Regions from separate parts of the Mus musculus genome. Here region 1 is linked to region 2. The links are chromatin contacts, called in public Micro-C maps. All regions are on one chromosome and are shown on one strand. Each heading gives the region's core, a stretch centred on a gene start, on an enhancer-like site or on the middle of the called end of the contact. The rest is flanking DNA. Distances are from core to core; before and after follow the strand shown. Region 1 has its middle 94 kb from the start of Gm52259. Region 2 has its middle 16 kb from the start of Gm52259.

Region 1 (5,825 bases), core at 1,809-4,308, 79 kb after region 2:
ACATGCTGTACTTGCGAATAGAAAACATAACATCCCAGAGGGATTGGTAGTATGGGATCTGGACTTCTGGTGTTTTTCAGAGAATGTTTGCACATTGAACAAACTGATTATCCTACAAAGTTGATTACTTACCCAACATTCATTCTACTTATAACTATAGTTTAAACTTAAAGGAACATTGGATATTTTAAAAATTCATAACAACATCTATAGATATATCCCAGAAAAAGAAGGAAGAGAAGAAGAAGGAAGAGGAGAAGGAGGAGGAGAGAGGAGAAGGAAGAGGAGGTGTTGGAGGAGGAGGAGGAGGTGAAGGAAGAGGTGGAGGAGGTATAGCAGGATGGAGGAGGTGCATAATTCACAGTATGTGCAAGAATTATATGCATGAAATATTTTCAAGTTTGTTCATGTAAGATGAAAACATAAAGGAGAATGAAGGAGGAGGTGAAGTAGGGTGGAGGAGGAGAAAGATGGGGAAGAGGAGGAGGAAGAAGAAGGAGGAGAAGGAGAAAAAGCAGGAGGAGAAAGAGAAGGAGGAGGAGGAGGAGGAAAGAAGGAGAAGAAGAAATCCAATACTCACTAATGGACAAGTAATTGAAGACCATATTAGTTTCTCATACAAAGCGACCTCCACAGCGACACAGTCCATAGTTCCTGTGCTATCTTTGCATGTCACTAGTAGTGTTCCCAACCTTGTGATTATAATAAAACACTGTACACAACTACTGAATTTTATGCAAACTAGATCAGAATGAGTATTATTCTTCTTTATGATCTATGGTAGGATTTAAAATTATGACTGACATAACATACTCATTTTACAAAATCAAATGTTAGTGGCGGCGAGGTGGCTCCATGGGTATTGACAATTTTCACCTATTTCTGGTGACCTGACTTCATTCCTGGAAACAACAGAAATGTGAAGGGAGAGAACCCACTCCACAGAGCTCTTTTCTGGCCTCATGTGTGTCGTGGATGTGCCCCCCACCCCTGCCACATTATGCCCATGAATTATATGTAGGAAATATTTCCAAGTTTGTTCATGTGAGATGAAAATGGGATAAAAGTGTATTTCAGTTCATAGGTCTGAATGGGAGCACATAAAGGCCAGTTGTACCTTGACAAGCAAAAGTATATTTAAGTGAAGTTTGGAGGAAGACACTTAAAACCACCAAAAATGAGCTGCTAAGATAAACACATGCTCATAAGGCTCCATGCTTCATAGTCTGAGTTCTAGTCTTCATGGTGGAAGAAAAAATTGTCCGGTTAGATTCATATGTGTGGTGTTAATGTGTAAATAAACACACACACACACGCACACACACACACACACACACACACACACACCATGAAAGAGATAAACACTATAATAATTTGTATGTTTTATCTGATAGTAGTGAGCACTGAGTTGTCTGTGGTAGCAGACCTTTACTATCGCTTGACTGTGTTTAGGGTCGCCTGTGGGACCGGCAAAGCATGTCTGCCAGTTTCAATGTTGAAGACTAACTGAGGTGCGCTAATGGCTTAGTCAGAGGAAAGAGGGAAACATGGGAAGGGCAGTGAGGCTCTAGCACCTCCCTGACATCTGCTTCCTGGCTGGCTTGCCACAGTGTGAACTGTTTTGCTCTACCCACCTCCCCTAATGTGGCGATGGTGCACATAGTCCTGAGAAAGCTTCAATTCAGTAAGCCTCTACTCCTAGACTACCTCCTCCTTCTCCTTCATTTCAGCGCTGGTGTCTGGATCCAGGCACACAATGCTGTGCTAGCACCTCACCTCTGAGTAGTTTCCACACTCTTTGTTTGTTCTGTAATTTTTATTTCGAGTCAGAGCCTCACAGCGTTCCTAGACTGGCCTTGAACACATTGTGTATCCCAGACAGTCCTTAACATTTTTGTTTTGTTTTTGTTTTTTCGAGACAGGGTTTTCTGTGTATAGCCCTGGCTGTCCTGGAACTCACTTTGTAGACCAGGCTGGCCTCAAACTCACAAATCTGCCTGCCTCTGCCTCTTGAGTGCTGGGATTAAAGGCATGTGCCACCACACCCAGCTAGTCCTTAACATTTTGATTCTCTTGAATCAGCATGCCAAATGGCTAGGATTTACAGGCAGGGGCAAGCAAAGTCTGCCTTCATCTCTCCGTTTTTGTATTTTTTAATTAATTATTTTATTTATTTACATCCTAAATATTGCCCCCTCCCTGGTCCCCCTCCCAGAACTCTTCATCTCCTCCCTCTCCTCTTTGCCTCTGAGAGAACCGCCACCCACCTCCACCAGGCATCCCTCCTCCCTGGAGCATAAGCTGTTTTTTAGTGTTGAGAGCAGGGGCTAATGGTGCTTGAGAAGAAATGACCTTCGGTTAGAAGATAATCAGAAGTGGGTGGAGTTACAGAGCCTCAGTGAGAAAGCTGTGAAAGGAAGGAAAACTATGCAAGCATACTGAAGCTTCAATACTAGACCATTCTGATCACGGAGAGACATTTCTAAGTAGAATTTTAGTAAAGCGGAAGGGAAGGGGTTAAAATCCAACTAAGGTAGATTAACAAAAGAAGGGAAAGTCAGAGGACTAGTCTTCTTGTTTGCATTTTATGGTGTTGTTGGCAATATTGAGACCTGAGAAAAACCTTGGTATAGGGAGAGAGAAGCTAAGTGTGTAGGAATCAATAGATAAAAGTTTCTTCTGATCATAGAGCTTCTTTTAGACAATAAAAAGCAGCTCTGTGTAACGGACAGGAAGATAACATTGCCTCCAGTTCAGAAGCAGATGCTTGGTGAAGTGGGTTTTGAGGGCATGCTCAACTCTCCTCATTGGCCTTTATATAACACGGAAAGGGGGACAGTGTAGGCTGAGGAGGAGTATCCTGAGACGGAAAAGAGGTGTGTACGGTCTCTGGAGCTTACAAACTGAACTGGTTATCTTCACGAGTGTTAAGTGCCCATTAGAGATTAGGAAACAGAGATTGGAATTGATATCCGTTCACGGAGCAGAGGAATTTTTCTAGACAGCTGCTATGGGATGGGAGGGTGAAGGGCTGGATTTCACTGCCCTTGGAAATTTGCCAGCCACTAAGTCAAGGGGTGAAGAGGACAGGAAGACCAGAGCTGGGACCAGCATTGGTCATAGTGCCACAAAGTCGCCCCAGGAATCTGAAAATTCTTGGCTGAGCAAAGAGGGGATAAAGAGCGGGATGTGAAGGGGGCACAAAGGGCTTGAGTGAGAACGGTCAATTATGAGAGGCCCGAGAAAGGCGGCCCTGTGGCTGGAGGGGATTTCTTCAGTGTGGGTACGCGGCTGCTGGAATGCAGTAGAGAAATTAAAATACAGACTATGAAATAGGACTGATGGAGAGGAAGACCAGACCCAAGAAAGAATGATCTCAGGCACCACAGAGATCAAAGTCTTGAAGTCGTGGGTGGACCCAATGTTCAAATTCCACAGAGTATCTCAAAGAGGGATGAGAAGCTGCTGGTCAGCCAGTTCCTGAAGCTGATGGAGTGAGGAGTTTAAAAAAAAAAAGTATTTTTTTGCTTTATAAATTAAACTGGGAAAATTTCTAAGGGACTCTGCAAGTCTCGAGGCTGCAGGATAACGATTTAACTCATAGAGACAAATCTGTTTATCAATGCCCTGAGCATTATATATCATCTCTTAACGTGACGTGGCTTGAGGTGGGCTATTGGGGTAATGATAGAGCATGAACATCACTATTCCAACTGCTTCATCAATTTAATTACATTTACTTCTCAGACATAATCTTAAACCTCCATGTTCCTTGGAAGTTTTGCTTTCTAATTCATACTAAAAATTTGAGCATTTGAATAACTTTACTCTGGAACGCAAAATCAACTTCAGTAGGCTTCTTTAAAGTGATCAATTAAGCTAGCAAATATTGCACAATGCAAGTACTCCATGTTTGCCATGAAAATTGAGAAAGCAGATTGGAATACATCTTAAGAAAAAAGCTTGAGTTGCTTTTTACATGTTTGTTATTGAATATAGTTTTCAAATGTATAAAAAAAAAAATAGAGTTAAGCCGGGGGGTGGTGGCGCACACCTTTAATCCCAGCACTTGGGAGACAGAGGCAGGCAGATTTCTGAGTTCGAGGACAGCCTGGTCTACTAAGTGAGTTCCAGGACAGCCAGGGCTATACAGAGAAACCCTGTCTCGAAAAACCAAAAAGAAAGGAAGAAAGAAAGAAAGAAAGAAAGAAAGAAAGAAAGAAAGAAGGAAAGAAAGAAGAAAGAGAGAGAAAGAAAGATAGTTGAGTAGTATGAAAGTGAGCCCTGACATAAAGGTAAGAATGCTGTCCAGAAATAGGTAATTGAAGGTTGAACCTGTGGAGCTGGACACCGAATGTATTTATGCAGTACTCGTTCTCTTAGGGAGTATGACGGATTTAGGTACAACAGATACTGAAGGGCATTTTGTTTCCTGACTGGTATAATATTAACATGATTTATAACATATTATAGTAATCATTGTCAGATAATCAGTTTTTAAAAGAACCAATGTAGACACATGTTTCCATTTATGGAACTTATTCTAAAACAGTAATGAATTATTTAAGCCCAGTTTTTGTCAGTGACCACAGTACTAAATTTTAAAACGCGTAGTCATAGCTGCTCCACCTACTGGCAGAATGATGTAAGACACCAGCAAATCCTCAGACCTTGTGTCAAGCAAGCTTATTTCATTAAATAAAAACGTTTTAATTTACGTGTGAAAATATTAGATTCATTGCTCTTTTGTCATTAGCCTAATAACAGAAAATACACAGGATACAGAATCAATATATGTATTAGATATTTTCTTTATTTACATTTCTTTTTTTATTTTTTTTTAATTAGGTATTATCCTCGTTTACATTTTCAATGCATTTACATTTCTAATGTTATCTCCTTTCCTGGTTTACCCTCCGAAAATCACCTATCCCCCCTCCCAACTCCTCCTTTTCACCCACTCACCCACTTCTGCTTCCCTGAGCTGGCATTCCCTTACAGTGGGGCATAGAGCCTTCACAGGACCAAGGGCCGCTCCTCCCATTGATGCCCAACAAGGCCATCTTCAGTTACATATGCGGCTGGATCCATGGGTCCTTCCATGTTTACTGATTGGTTGGTGGTTTAGTCCCTGGGAACTCTGGGGTATTGATTGGTTAATATTGTTCCTTCTATGGGGCTGCAAACCCCTTCAGCTCCTTGGGTCCTTCATCCCACTGGGGATCCTCTGCTCAATGGTTGACTGAGAGAATCTACCTCTGTGTCAGGCACTAGTAGAGCCTCTCAGGTGATAGCTATATCAGGCTCCTCTCAGCAAGCACTTGTTGGCATCCACAATAGTGTCTAGGTTTGGTGATTGTGTATGGGATGGTTCCCCAGGTGGGGCAGTCTCTGGGTGGTCTTTCCTTCAGTCTCTGCTCGACACTTTATCTCTGTATCTCCTCCCATGGCCGTTTTGTTCCTCCTTCTAAGAAGGAGTGAAGTATCCACACTTTGGTCTTCCTTCTTCTTGAGCTTCATGTGGTCTGTGAATTGTATCTTGGGTATTCCTAGCTTCTGGGCTAACATCCACTTATCAGTGAGTGCATACCATGTGTTTACTTTTGTGATTGGGTTACCTCACTCAGGATGATATTTTATAGTTCCATCAATTTGCATAAGTGAGGATGTGGAAAAAGAGGAAAGCTCCTTCATTGTTGGTGGGATTGCAAGCTGGTACAACCACTCTGAAATTCAGTTTGGCGGTTCCTCAGAAAATTGGACATGGTACTAGTGGAGGACCCAGCTCTACCACTCCTGGGCATATACTCAGAAGATGTTCCACC
Region 2 (5,398 bases), core at 981-3,480:
TACTACACTCAAGATGAGAAACACGTGGTTTCTCCATTAGAGAATTTATAATGTTCTCCTGGAGTCCTGCCAATGTATGTTAAAAATTCGTAAAGTTTCTCATGCATACCTAAACTCAAATATCTCAAGGTACCCATAGATGTTGAATTTTACACACACACATACACCACACACACACACAAAGAGAGAGAGAGAGAGAGAGAGAGAGAGAGAGAGAGAGAGAGAGGCATACTCAAACTTTTGATTTGACAAGTAGTACAAGTTAATTTTTATCTTCTTTATTGCTCCATGCCTATGAAAAGCCCCTCAGTTTCCAGAAAGTAAACATGGTCCATCTAAACAAACTGTACTATCATAATTTTTGAGGAAATGTTTAACTGAAAATTTTGCCAATGATTTACTCATTTGATTACTTCTAATCAGACATCCATAATGCTACAAGCCCAGAAATAAAAAAAGATACTGTACTTGAAATGCAATACATATCTTAAATTTTCCAGAATGTTCAAATATCTAGATTCAGACATTCCTGCATAAGTGAGCAGTATTATTCTAGGTGGTGATATGTCTAGGTATCTCGATATTAGCAGAGAGTTTTAAGTTATAGTTTTCAGAAAAGTACTTAAGGTCAGTTGTAAAATTAATATGAAACTATATATGTCAATAAGAAAGTTCCACACCAGAAGTAGCATTTCAAAGAGAACAGGTGATTATGTTAATTCCTGTCCAAGACCAGACTGCACAAGCATACGCAAAGAGTGAATAATGTAATTCACTGTGAATAATGTAATTGAGACCAGCAGAAAGAGCGTAATATGTAGTTTCTTTTTCAATGTACTGGCAGTTTCTTCTATTGGTTGTTAGTGTCTGACTAATTTCTGTTTGTTTAATTAATGAAGACTCAAGGGACAGTTTTGTTTACTGATTTATACAGATGTGTATGTTCCCGGTACCAAATCTAAAAAGAATAAATTATGGAAAATTTAGTATTGAATTATTGTCTGATTAAGATGGAGTCCAGCAACATGCAATGTTAGAGAGACACCTGAAGGAACCATGCTGTATACAACTGAACAGTCTTAGGGGCAAATTTCATATTTGAATATATTAAATTGCTATCAAATGTTAAGCAAATTAAAATTTATGTTAAGTAAAATACACGTTTTTCTGTGCAGATACCCCAAAAACTTGGAAAGTTCAGAAAACTGATGAAATACAGATAAAACTATTGCTGGAATTTAACATGCTTCATTTAAGATACCAAAGAAAAATGTTGGCTATACAACATAGACAAAGCGTTTTATGTAGACATTATAATTATTTCAACTGTTAAATAAGAGGGTCCACTAGATGCCAATTGTTATAAAGTCTTACAATCCCACAAACTAAGGATTTATGTATCTATGAAGAGTGTTAGAGTAGATCTAGTGAATAGAAATCAATAAGAGATGCTTCATCTTTATAGAATTAATAGAATTATTTTATTTTTCTTGGAAATGAAACTGAGGCCACACTAACTGTGTTGATTGTTCATAGCTTCACCAAAAATGGCTCTCAAGTTGATGCTTATGTTTTAGAATTCAATATAAGCAACAAGAAAAATCCATGATGTGATTTGGATACTATATATTTATAATCTTCATTGGGAAATTATAAGTAATGGAAATTTTTGTGCAGCAGTGAGCTATCACAATTATTTTAGAAGACTTTAAAGATGTTAAAAATCGATGTCATCTTAAACAAATAAACAAAAGGAATCTTAAAATTTATAACATGCTGTTTTGAAATGTATTTACACAGCGTAAGGACTACATCTATCTATTTAGCATATGAATTAACTTGTATACTTATCTCTTTTATGTGTGGTGAAGCAGATAGTCCTAATTCTTTAGCAATTTTGCACAACACAAGTCATTGTTATTGATTTCTGTTTTAGTCAGTGTTCTCTAAAGAAACAGAACTTAGATGAAGAAAAATTCTATCTCTGTATATTATGACATACCACTGAAGTCCAATGAAATGAGAATTTTGTTGGAGATACTTAGGAGTAAAGGTGAGGGTTATATACAGGAACAGAATGACTCAAAGACAGCTGCATTACCAGAGCACAGCCCATCATGGATGACAGCTCCCAAAAGCTATAAAATCTTGGGTATAGTACACAGCCTGCAGTCGGCTCAACAGGTTGGGATTTATTACAGTGCTTTACAAGCTGCAGTTTGAGTCATCTAACAACAGCTGTCTCCTGATGCAAAGATCAAGGATTAAGTAGTCATACAGTCTAAAACACTGGGTGTCCCAGCCCAGTGCTGGACTCCCAGTCCCAGGGAAGACCCAGAGAGCTGTCTGTCTTCAGTCTTTGTTGGAATTCTCAAGAGGTTTGGGATCCTGGGGTAGGTTCTAATTCCGGTGAAGGAATGTTTCATGATCAGTCCAGATGAACTTGTCAGGAGGAGTGTGGGCAAACCCCTTCAGCTCCTTCAGTCCTTCCCCTAACTCCTCCACTGGGGTCCTGTGCTCAGTCTGATGGTTGGCTGCAAACATCTTCATCTGTATTGGTAAGGCTCTAGCAGAGCCTCCCAGGAGACATTGATATTAGGCTCCTGTCTGCAGGCACTTCTTGGCATCAATAATAGTGACTGGGTTTGGTGGCTGCATGTGTGATGGATGGCAGGAGTGGGTGGGAGGGTGAAGAGCACAACCCCATAGAAGCAGGTAAAAGGGGGTGCAATAGGGGGTTTTCGGAGGGGAACTGGGAAGGGAATAACATTTGAAATGTAAATAAATAAAACAACCAATTAAAAGCAAAACAAAACAAAGAGTGTGGACAAGCAGTCAAAACCTTTTTTTTTTTTTTTTCTTTTTTCTATGTGTTTTTATGTAGGCTGCCACCAAAAAGCGTAGCACATGATCAGGATGGGTCTTCTCACTTCAAATGATCTAAGTTTAGGAAATCCTTCAAAGGTATGTCCAGACGCTTGTTTTGTTTTTATTTTTGTTTTTAACTTTTTACTTATTGTCTTTGTTGTTATTATTATATACAGTCAACTTGACAACCAAGATCAGTCACCACAACTATGAACTTTATGTTGAGTAAATCCATGAAGGTTAAAAAATAGGATATTCATAATAAAATTCTTCAGGACAAAAATCAAAAACAGTGTAATAGCTTTTGCTGAAATTTACAAATTCTGATGACTACCCTAATTGTTTTACTGGTTGGATTTTAATATATGAGTTCTAGGATATAAACCTCAGAAAATATTATATCCTACTTGTAGTTTGCGCTATTACTATTGTTGCCATTTGGAAACCAATTCTAGGCATTTATTTACACAGATATGTATGTTTGTAAGAGTTTATAATTTCAGATTTAAGTTCTCTTTCTCTCTCAGTTTTTATTTCTTTTCTTTTTTGATTTTATTTTTATTTTTTGATTGGACATTTTCCTTATTTACATTTCAAATGTTTTCCCCTTTCCAGGTCTCCCCTTTGGAAACCCCCAATCCCATCTGCACCCCCGCCTCGCCTCTATGAGGGTGCTCACCCACCCACCCACCCACTACTGTCCTCCTGTCCTGGCATTCCCCTACACTGAAGCATCAAACACCCTCAGGATCAAGAGCCTCTCCTCCCAATGATGTCCAACAAGGCCATCCTCTGCCACATATATGGCCAGCGCCATGGGTCTCTCCATGTGTATTCTTTGGTTGGTGACCCAGTCCCTGGGATCTCTGGGAGATCTGACCTGTTGACACTGTTGCTCCCTCCATGGGGCTGCAAAACCCTCCAGCTCTTTCAGTTCCTTCTCTAATTCCTCCATCAGGGACCCTCAAGCTCAGTCCAATGGTTGGCTTCGAGCTTCTGCCTCTGTATGTCATGCTCTGGCAGAGCCTTTCCAGAGACAGCCATATCAGGCTTCCATCAGCAAGCACTTCCTAGCATCCACGATAGCTTCCAGATTTGGTGATTGCATATGGGATGGATCCCAGGTGGGGCAGTCTCTGGATGGCCCTTCCTTCTGTCTCTGCCCCACACTTGTCTCCATATTTCTTCCTGAGTATTTTGTTTACCCTTCTAAAAAGCACTGAAGCATCCACATTTTGGTCTTCCTTCTTCTTAGGCTTCATATATGACCCAAACACTTGAAATAGTGAAGTACTCATGTAAGGCCTGAGCATTGTAAATATGGCTCTGAAAACCCTTACCTCTCTCCCTTTCCCTCCTCCTTTCTGAACGATTGATTACATTCCTAAAACTAGTCACAAAGGTCTACTCCCTTATTTAGATACTTCTCCCTCCTGAGGCTGACCACCAAGGTCTAACTTTCAAAGCATTGAAGGCAAGCAATAATAGGCCCACTTTGCTAAACACATGAAACTCAAGAAAAATGAAGACTGAAGTGTGGACACTATGCCCCTCCTTAGAAGTGGGAACAAAACACCCATGGAAAGGAGTTACAGAGACAAAGTTTGGAGCTGAGACGAAAGGATGGACCATGTAGAGACTGCCATATCCAGGGATCCACCCCATAATAAGCATCCAAACGCTGACACCATTGCATACACTAGCAAGATTTTATCGAAAGGACCCAGATGTAGCTGTCTCTTGTGAGACTATGCCTAGCAAACACAGAAGTGGATGCTCACAGTCAGCTAATGGGTGGACCACAGGGCTCCCAATGGAGGAGCTAGAGAAAGTACCCAAGGAGCTAAAGGGATCTGCAACCCTATAGGTGGAACAACCTTATGAACTAACCAGTACCCTGGAGCTCGAGACTCTAGCTGCATATGTATCAAAAGATGGCCTAGTCGGCCATCACTGGAAAGAGAGGCCCATTGGACACGCAAACTTTATATGCCCCAGTACAGGGGAGTGCAAGGGCCAAAAAGGGGGAGTGGGTGGGTAGGGGATTGGGGGTGGGTGGGTATGGGGGACTTTTGGTATAGCATTGGAAATGTAAACGAGGAAAATACCTAATAAAAAATGGAAAGAAAAAAGAACATTCCCTGCGCTTACAGAGTACCTAATTTTGGTTTCCAGAATCCCCAAAAAAAAAAAAAAAAAAAAAAGACAAGTCCCTTCCACTCGGCTCGAGCCCCGGGCTACCTTGCCAGCAGAGTCTTGCTCAATACCCGCAAGGGCCCACACGGGACTCCCCACGGGATCCTAAGACCTCTGGTGAGTGGAACACAGCGCCTGCCCCAATCCAATCGCGCGGAACCTGAGACTGCCGTACATAGGGAAGCAGGCTACCCGGGCTTGATCTGGGGCACAAACCCCTTCCACTCCACTCGAGCCCCGGGCTACCTTGCCAGCAGAGTCTTGCCCAACACCCGCAAGGGCCCACACAGGATTCCACACGAGATCCTAAGACCTCTAGTGAGTGGAACACAAC

Evidence for each region. Hi-C and Micro-C count contacts between places; a contact is called where the count stands out from the background.
Region 1: a Micro-C map of muscle stem cells shows a contact between it and region 2, with 2.1 times the contacts expected there. The contact joins two enhancer-like sites. A contact is called at or near these places in 7 of 484 Hi-C or Micro-C datasets (3T3-L1-derived adipocytes, the C2C12 cell line, adipose-derived mesenchymal stem cells and 3 more).

Annotation. Positions count from the first base shown.
Region 1 is chr16:66,001,758-66,007,582 of GRCm38.p6, forward strand. No RefSeq gene overlaps it. Among named protein-coding and RNA genes, the nearest start is that of Gm52259, 94 kb to the left of the region's middle. Within about 2 kb of position 3,059, at least 7 of the 459 cell types and tissues checked have an H3K27ac peak or open chromatin away from gene starts, as enhancers often do. A contact at or near this core is called in muscle stem cells, where this site is marked.
Region 2 is chr16:65,923,996-65,929,393 of GRCm38.p6, forward strand. No RefSeq gene overlaps it. Among named protein-coding and RNA genes, the nearest start is that of Gm52259, 16 kb to the left of the region's middle. Within about 2 kb of position 2,231, at least 3 of the 459 cell types and tissues checked have an H3K27ac peak or open chromatin away from gene starts, as enhancers often do. A contact at or near this core is called in muscle stem cells, where this site is marked.